3 separate regions of the Sus scrofa genome follow, and all the other regions are linked to region 2. A link is a contact called in public HiChIP or PLAC-seq data. All regions are on one chromosome and are shown on one strand. Each heading gives the region's core, a stretch centred on a gene start, on an enhancer-like site or on the middle of the called end of the contact. The rest is flanking DNA. Distances are from core to core; before and after follow the strand shown.

Region 1 (2,768 bases), core at 116-2,615, 250 kb before region 2:
GGAGACGCAAGAAGAGGGAGGCAGTGATTACAGTTGTCTGGGTAAGAGGGATGACAGACTGTCTTAGGATGTAAGAGAGGGCAATGTGAGAGTCACCTCGGGGGTTAAAGCTAGAGGGGTGATTGAAGGTCAGAGGCAAGGAGGGCGGAAAAATTGCCTGAGAAAATCTGTGTCTGAGAAAATGGAGGAGTCACTGACGTAGAAATGGAGGGAAGCCAGGAAACCAAGGCCATGGGAATAAAGAAAGATGATCAGTCACGCTTTGAACACACAGGCCTGATGTCTAGCACCAGTGGGACATGCTGGTGGAGCTATCTCGTAGACCACTGGAAAAGCCTTGGGAGCTATTTCTGCTCAGATGCCTGAGGGATCTAGCTTGTTACTAAATCCATGTAGGCCAGATTCTTTTTCATACCTCTTGTATTCAGTATTACTTTTTTGCACTATGCTCCTTAGTATCTAGTTCCAGTGTTCCCGTTTGGAGGCAATGTGCCCAATGGTGCAGTTAGCAGATACATGATTCTGACTGGCCTCTGTGTGTGCATGTGTGCGTGTGCATGTGTGATCATTATGGCTTAGTCCATAAGGACACATACAATCCTTTAATTTATCAGACCCCAGTTTCCTAAGTTGTAATATATAGTTAACAATAACCAGCATGTCTACCTCCCAGGATGGTTCTATATCCAAACGAAAATGTTCTAAAAGTACATTCTAAAGGAATTAGAATTAGGAAATTCTAAAAGTGCAATTAAAGTGCTATCTCATGAAAGAAAATCAGGAGTTCCCGTCATGGCTCAGTGGTTAACAAATCTAAGAACCATGAGGTTTCAGGTTTGATCCCTGGCGTTGCTCAGTGGGTTAAGGATCCGGCGTTGCCGTGAGCTATGGTGTAGGTTGCAGATGCGGCTTGGATCCTGCCTTGCTGTGGCTCTGGCGTAGGCTAGTGGCTACAGCTCCGATTAGACCCCTAGCCTGGGAATCTCCGTATGCTAGGGGAGTGGCCCTAGAAAAGGCAAAAAGACAAAAAGACAAAAAAAGAATTGTTAAAAAAAAAGAAAGTCATCATACTCATCATGAAAAGTCTATTAATGGATGTCTCTAGGGTGATTTTTGAACGCATTCTCACACTGCTTCCTATAAAGTAGGAAATCACCGAAGGAGAGTTCCTTTTGGAGGGGGGGCATTCGTCTGTGAATCATAGGTTTATTTCTTCTAAAGTAACAAATGCAAAGAGAAAGAAAGCCCAACTGCATAAACACTTCTACTTCTATTTTAAACTCAAAGTGCATCACCCAAACCACAAAACCCCGGATCAAATTTAGCTCCTGCCCAGCCCTTGCCCGGCCCCCGGGCTCTCCCAGAGGTGAACTGCTGGGAAAGTGTCTGGGCTCCAAGCCCAGGCTTGTTTAAATGGCTTCTTCCTCTCCCCTCCCCACGCCTTCCCTCCAGCACACCTGTTTGCAGAACTCCTTCCTCTCTTGTCCAGGCGTCTTGATTCTGGTCACGACCACCTGTTAAGGATGACGCAGATTTAGCCCTACGCACATCCTTGCCTTGTTGCTGCCTTCAGGGTCCCAAACTGTGTTGATTCACCCCACAGGACATTATTTTTAGTCTTTATCTCTAAGTGGTTTTGTTTTCTTTCCGCCACCTTTTGACCCGAGAGCTGGAAATAAAGTCCACCTTCCATAAAGACGAGAAAGTTGTCAGCCGCTTCCTTCCTGCTCACATGAAAGACCCACCCAACGGAGCTTGGGGAAGATGCTGAAAATTTTCAATTTCCTAGTCCTGAAAACAGCCGCTCTGAGCACGTTGCATCTCTTTCTTGTACGCCAAGCAGAGTGTTATCCAGAATAGGCAGCCCTTTCAAAGGGTGGTGAAAACGTTCAAGGGGAGTGAAATAAAAGAAAACCACATTTGCCTCTCTGTTTGATTGTGGCTGCTGAACTCAAACATCTGGGTGGATTTGAGTAACTTGTCTACTTCTGTTTTTTGAAATATTTAAAAGAAATTCGCATCAATTCATAACACAGGGAAATTGACTCGATAATGTGTAATAACCTATCTGGGAAGAGAATCTGAAAAGGAATGGACACATGTATTTGTATAACTGAATCACTTTGCTGTACACCTGGACCTAACACATCATTAATAATTTTTTTTTTTAAAAAAGGAAAGTCACAGGCAAAGAGAGAAATTATTGTTTTTGGCATAAAACTATGTGAAACAATGGCTTCCGTGAACTGGAGACCTAGTTTTCACTCTGGAATAAAATATGGGAAATTGCTTTGTAAATTATAAGGGGCTAGGTATATAAAGGGCTTGAAAATTATAGTTTGTTATCCCTGATTTTGAAGTGAATATATAGATAAGATAACTGAAATAGAATAGGCAGATATAAAGACAAAAGTAAACAATGTGTGAGTACCCTGTATCTTTTCCCTAATTTTTTTTCATTTTTCTTTTTAGGGCCGCACCTGCAGCATATGGAAGTCCCCAGGCTAGGAGTTGAATTGGATCTGCAGCTGCCAGCCTTTACTACAGCCATAGCAACACCAGATCCGAGGCAAGTCTGCAACCTACACCACAGCTCATGGCAACGCTGGATCCTTTAACCCGCTGAGCGAGGCCAGTGATATATATATACATATATATATATATATATATATATATATTCTTTTTCTCATATTATCCTCCATCATGTTCCATCACAAGTGAGTAGATATAGTTCCCTGTGCTATACAGCAGGATCTCATTGCTTATCC
Region 2 (3,060 bases), core at 394-2,893:
AGGCTGTGTTCTCATCCGGAGGCTTCAGTGGGGAAAAGGTCACTTCCGCTAAGTATGTTCAGGTTGTTGGCAGGGTTCCTTTCCTTATAGCTGTGCAACCTAGAATTCAGGTTCCTGAGACCTTGGTTCCAGGGACTTCTCCAACATGGGCACATCCTTGGTTAAGCCACCAGGCCATCTCATCTCAGAGAGAGGTCCGTCCTCATTGAGGGACTTTTCGCCTGATTAATCCAGGCCCACCCACCATCCTCTGCTTTTTGATCAATTCAAAACCAACTGGTTTGGGGCCTTAATGGAATCCGAAAAATGGCTTCACCTTTGTTATACTCTGTTGGCAAGAAGCAAGTCACAGGTTCTACCCACCAACAGGGCGAGGGGAATCACAGAGGGCTATGAACACAGACAGCAGGAATCATGGAGGCTACCAGCAGGATCTGCCCGCCACAGTTGTCCACGTCTACACATTAGCATCATTGTACATAAGGATTTTTAGGGGAGTTCTTTTGAATCATAATATCTAATGATACTGGAGCTGCACTCCTATGCAGCAACAGCCAGCAGGGTGGACTGTCCACAGCCCCTTTCACTCAGGACATGCCCTCCTGAGTTTACATTAGCCTGTCTTCTACCTCTTTCTATTGTCTTTACTCACTCGTGCTACCTGCTTCACCTCTGTGGCCACTTAAGGTTACCAGCCCCACAGTAAACCTTTGCTAAAGTTGTTTCAGTATAGCGGTTGTATGTCTATTTTTGTTGCTTCTGCCTATGTTTTCAGGAAGTCGTAGTGGTGTTCCGCATTAAGAGAGTATTGGAGATTACTTCTTTTACAGAAAAGGGGTAAAAAAATGTCTAAAAAGACTCTTTGAGAGGATAGAAATGGAGGGGGAAAAAGGGATAAGAAACACTGTTTTCGGGGAAGAAGAGCAGGCAGACCATGTCATTTGCTGCCCAGTGCAGCATGAAAATGTGGGGCAATGTATCGAAGATTTCAAACGGTGGCCGCCACAGAGCATTAAATCCGGGATGGACCAAGGATGGAGCCCTTTTAAGCGTAAGGCCCTGTCCAACGACCCAGCTCACACTGATGAAGCCAGCCCTGGAGAAGAGCCTTTGGTGGCAGCTCCTGTGACTGTTCTGAGGGATGTCACAGTAGATCTCCTGCTCATTGATCCCCCTCATGCAACGCCTCATAATTAAGACGCCTCTTATCCCCAGGCTGGCGGAGGTTTGCTGAGCTGACTTATTCTTCATGATTAGAGGCAAACTCTGCTAATGTCCTGCTTAAAAAAAAAACAAAAACAAAAAAAAATTGAAGAGGTAGAGGAACAATGAGTATTTCTGTCATTTTGATTTCTCCATTTTGTCTGTGAATTTGGCCTTCTTTTTGTCTTCCCCAAAGCATGCAAGTTTTGTTGAAATTTCATCAGATCCCTTCTGGTGAAAGTGGGGAACATGGGGGAAAAAAGGTTATTTCTCAAGGAGGATGGAGACCTCCGCTTCCTCCCTCTTTGGCCCCGCTCGGGAGTTTCTGGTGCTGCCTGACCGGGAGCTCTGGCAGAGGAAATGACCTAAGCCTGCTCCGCGGCTTACTCAGGGGCCTGTGCGGCACTGCCCAGCGGGGCCGGTGGTGACCTCTCTCTCTTCCCTTTCTCCTGCCAGCTCCCAAAAATAACCCAGTGGGAACAACCCAGCAGCTTCTCCCTCAAGGCCTGCAAATCAAAGCTCTGATTAGGTCAAAGGATGGGAAATGTGCAGAGCTGCCCGGGGGGCGCTCGATGCCAAGGGCTTAGAAGCCTTCCTGTTCCCTCAGAGGTTGGCCTGGAGCCACGAGACTGACTTCAGTCCGGGCACCTTTACCCATCTGTCCGTGTCCTTGAACTTGCTGCGGAGAAGCAGCTGGGTTGTTCCTGGATTCCAGAAGTCCAGGGATGATCACCGTCCAGCCTATGTTTGCCAGATGCCTGACCAAGGAAAGCCCAGCCTTGCTGGGGATGCCTCTCCTGCTGGGGCCCTGCTTTCTGTGACGTCAAAGGAGGCCACCACAGAAGCCACTTATTCATGTCTGATGGGGACTCTGAGAGCAGCAGCTAGCATCACCATGATGCCACCTGACAGCATGGATTAAGAGCACATGAAATAGGAGTTCAGATGGTGCCGTATGTTAAAGATCTGACGTTGTCATGGCAGTGGTTTGGCTTGCCACTCTGGCTCAGATCCCTGGCCCGGGAACTTCCACATGCCATGGGCGTGGCCAAAAAAAGAGCATGAAATAGTCTTTGCTCATAGCTAAAGACTTTTTTTTTTTTTTTTTTTTTTTTTTTTGTAGGCATTGAGGAGATGAGATAGAGCAGAATGGGGAGGGGTGGTGGTTGGGAAGCATCATAGCAAAGGCTCCGTCACAGAGAGGAGCACACTGTCAAACTGTAGCCCAGTGGCAAGCTGACCTCCACCGAGGTTTGTGAGTACAATTTTGTTGAGATGCTTTTTCTCTTACACATTCTCTAGGGCTGCTTTTGTGCTGCCACGGCAGAGCTGAATAGTTGGGACAGTCTATGGTCTGCAAACCCTAGCACATTAAATCCTCTTGCCTTTTACAGAAAAAGTGTGCCAATTCCTGCCCTAGGATAATGACCACACGTCCAGCGCTTGCTATGCTTGTGTACAATGCATGTCGTCTCTCACGGTGGTCTCACAGCACCAGCTCAGGGAGGGTACTCTTCTCCCCATCGGACAGCTGGGGAAGGCGAGGGACAGCTGCGCTCACACAGATGCACATGGTAAATGACGGCCTGGGGTGTGAACCCACATCTGTCTGACACCATGGACTTCTTTTTAGCACCCTGTGTTGCCCCATAGCCACCTACCGCTTGGTGTGTTGGTTTGAGTCACTGGTAGAAAATTCCAGTATCTTCAGGGGCCATGCAGGGCACTGCTGTAAGCGAGAGGGAGTGGTGTGTGTGTGGCCAAGCTGGAAAGCACAAGCCCAGCCTAAAGGCATTCAAACATGAATTGTTTTTATAAAGCTCCCAGGGCCAAACAAAACATGGCAGCAGGCCTTAT
Region 3 (2,867 bases), core at 315-2,814, 220 kb after region 2:
CTTCGCTGGGCTGGGGCATGTGTTCACTTGAAAATGTTCTATTTAACTCTTCGGGTCATGTGCATCGGGTGTAGGAACTTTTTTTCTACCATAAGCGACACCAATAAATGTGTGTTATTACCCCCTGTGTTCATTCCTCCTCCTCACCCAGACCTCGAATGTGGTAGCAGAAGTTCCTGCAGCCATCTCTTGAAATTAAGAATCGAGAACACTCCTTACAAGGGAAATTGGACAAGTAGGAAATACTGCACATCTCCAGACTTGTGCAGGGGTGACAATCAATATGATTTCAAACTGACAGAGTGAACCATGTATCTGGAGGGGATTACCTAGGAAACAGAGCCCGGGAAGGAAAAAAAGATGAGCTGGTTATGTCCAACTTGAACTTGGAAATGACATTTGATGGAGTTGGTCTCTGTGGAAAGCACATGTTTTATGGGGGAGTTGAGGAAGTGCCACTATGATTATAAAACAAATACAAAAGAATGACTTTTGGCCTGGAAATCCCTCCGAGACGCTGAGGGCTGAGTGACCCTGATAAGAGGATTGACCAGGCCTACTGCCAGGTTTCTCTTTATCTTCTTCCTTCCCTCCTGCAGAATTACATGCCCTGTTTTAATGGGACTGTCACTAGCACTAGTGACCTGAAAGCCGCAGAGACTCAGGCCAGCAAGCACTGCACAGCTTGGGCAGAAAAGCAAAACTCCACTGATGCTGTGTCTCAGGACCTCCGGGGGAGACCAAACTGCCCGAGTTCACCCACGTGGGCTCTGAACCCAGGTTTCATATTAAATATTCACACCTAACTCCTTGGAAGGATACGTGCCAAGCAGGTTCTCTGGACCACTCTTGTTAGTGATGGGGCACCAAATTCGACCCAGTTTAAAATATTCCATGAGTTCCATCTGTCACAGGCATCGATTCTTCTCTTCTGAATGTTCTGGGAGGCATGTGTATAAGCCCCTGAGTTCTTTTGGAAGCCAAGCTTAGCCTGTGGACTTCTAGAAACCTCCCTTCCACACCCTTGGTACTCTGTAAATCACCAAGCCCTACCCCAATTCTAAATTTAGTGTGGCTGCTTTCCCTGTCTCGCCTCCCTCTCCCTCTCACTTTCATTTTTAAAGGAGCAGTATGACCCTTACTCTGGAGAAAAAATTTTTGAGTACCGCACGCAGAATGCAAAGAGGAGGAACACCGATAAAGCAGGAGGGAGGCTCTTGGCAAATTCTCAGCAAAGGCTCTTTTGGATGGGAGACCTTTGAAAATGAAAGTGGGTAACTGAGACGCTGCTCTGATAATTCTGTGGCCAGAGGGCAAGCAAGCCCTCCTACAGGGACATTTTCCTGAAGAGGCAGAAGCCCAGTGTTGCCTGGACACCGTCATTCGTCTGCATGGCTTTGGAGCTTTTCTTCAGTAAGAAAAACCTTATGTCCCAGTCAATTCCCAAGTTCCTCTTTCACGGCTCTTAGTTTACTAAAGCAACTTAACATGATCCTGTTAGGGCTGTGTGGTTGGGTCATGAGATTTGGACGAGGGCAAGCAGCATCTTGCTACATCATGTCACCCTCTGCTCCTTTCCTTGGGGCATGTCCAGGCCTGTGGTTTGGGATCTTTTATACAGAGTTTGGAAGCTTAGGTCAACATGGCTGAATGTTTCAAAGTTTAGTAGACTCTGAGTTGCCGACCAACTATAAGGAATCTAACCATTCAACCACTTAGCAGGGGATATTTAAAAATAAACGATTGCCTTTTGCTGTTTGGTCTCATTGATTTATTCTGCTTTATAAATACTGCAAAGGAAAAGGATCCTGGGTCTAGAGTCTGTCTATCATCCCAAGAAAAAGCCACTAGACTGAGATTGAGGGTCTTCTAAATAATTAAGACCCCCTGAGCTGGGTGATCTCTGATGTCAGGCTCTCGATGGAAACTTTGGAGACCTTGCAGGCTGAAGAGAGAAAGGTTAATCATTTAAAGTTTTCAGCAAGCCCGGTGGATGAAAAGCCAAACAGAGAGATTAAGTTTTGCTGCATTCCATAGCCCAAGAATGCTTTTTCTCTAGTCTATCATTTACCACTGGGGCCTATAAAACATTCTTCATCACTATCTAAGTAACTTGAACTTGAGATAGAAAGAGCCCCAAGAGGTTCAGACCCTGTGAAAACTTCTTTACAGAAAGTGATCAGAAAACTTCACATTTTCACATAAAATGCTCCAGTCCCATGCACTGTGGCTAAAGGCTCTCTGTTTGCATTAGAAGTACGCGTTGGCGAGCAATTACTTCTTGCGTGCTGTGCTGCCTCTCGATGCTGTTTGATACCCGCTTTTCAAGGGAGGCCACAGGGGTAGAGTTAAGGTAAGTGGTAGCCTCTGCCAGTCGCTACCAATTCCAGAATCAAAGATTCTTCAGAACACCAAAGGGACATCAGCTCATCCAGTCAGAATCCATTTTATACCCAAGGGAAAGTTCATCTGCCGACAGAGACAAAGCCATGGAGGGGCAGCAGAGGAAGAAATCACAGCTACGAAGGACCAGGGCTCTCCAGAATCAGCAGAGGCCACAATCAGTCCTGATGCTGCTGGAGGTTGACACAGTTTCCATTTGTAATCATTAAATGGGAAAAGTGATCACTGCAGGACCCTTTGCTGGGGAGTTTCTGCCGTGGCTCCGTAGAAACGAATCTGACTCGTATCCATGAGGACGTAGGTGCGATCTCTGGCCTTGCTCAGTGGGTTAAAGATCTGGTGTTGCCAGGAATTGTGGTATAGGTCACAGACATGGCTTGGATCTGGCACGGCTGTGGCTGTGGTACAGGTTGGCAGCTACAGGTCTGAGTCGACCTCTAGCCTAGGAACCCCCATATGCCTGG

What was found. HiChIP or PLAC-seq counts read pairs in DNA pulled down with a chosen protein or histone mark.
Region 1: a contact with region 2 is called in an H3K27ac HiChIP or PLAC-seq map of skeletal muscle. The contact joins two enhancer-like sites. A contact is called at or near these places in 1 of 47 Hi-C or Micro-C datasets (liver) and 1 of 2 datasets of contacts at active chromatin or transcription factors (skeletal muscle).
Region 3: a contact with region 2 is called in an H3K27ac HiChIP or PLAC-seq map of skeletal muscle. The contact joins two enhancer-like sites. A contact is called at or near these places in 5 of 47 Hi-C or Micro-C datasets (fetal heart ventricle, mesenteric adipose tissue, retroperitoneal adipose tissue and 1 more) and 1 of 2 datasets of contacts at active chromatin or transcription factors (skeletal muscle).

Annotation. Positions count from the first base shown.
Region 1 is chr12:10,858,553-10,861,320 of Sscrofa11.1, reverse strand. No RefSeq gene overlaps it. Among named protein-coding and RNA genes, the nearest start is that of MAP2K6, 160 kb to the left of the region's middle. Within about 2 kb of position 1,365, at least 9 of the 83 cell types and tissues checked have an H3K27ac peak or open chromatin away from gene starts, as enhancers often do. A contact at or near this core is called in skeletal muscle, where this site is marked.
Region 2 is chr12:10,605,079-10,608,138 of Sscrofa11.1, reverse strand. No RefSeq gene overlaps it. Among named protein-coding and RNA genes, the nearest start is that of KCNJ16, 68 kb to the right of the region's middle. Within about 2 kb of position 1,643, at least 11 of the 83 cell types and tissues checked have an H3K27ac peak or open chromatin away from gene starts, as enhancers often do. A contact at or near this core is called in skeletal muscle, where this site is marked.
Region 3 is chr12:10,389,043-10,391,909 of Sscrofa11.1, reverse strand. No RefSeq gene overlaps it. Among named protein-coding and RNA genes, the nearest start is that of KCNJ2, 34 kb to the right of the region's middle. Within about 2 kb of position 1,564, at least 20 of the 83 cell types and tissues checked have an H3K27ac peak or open chromatin away from gene starts, as enhancers often do. A contact at or near this core is called in skeletal muscle, where this site is marked.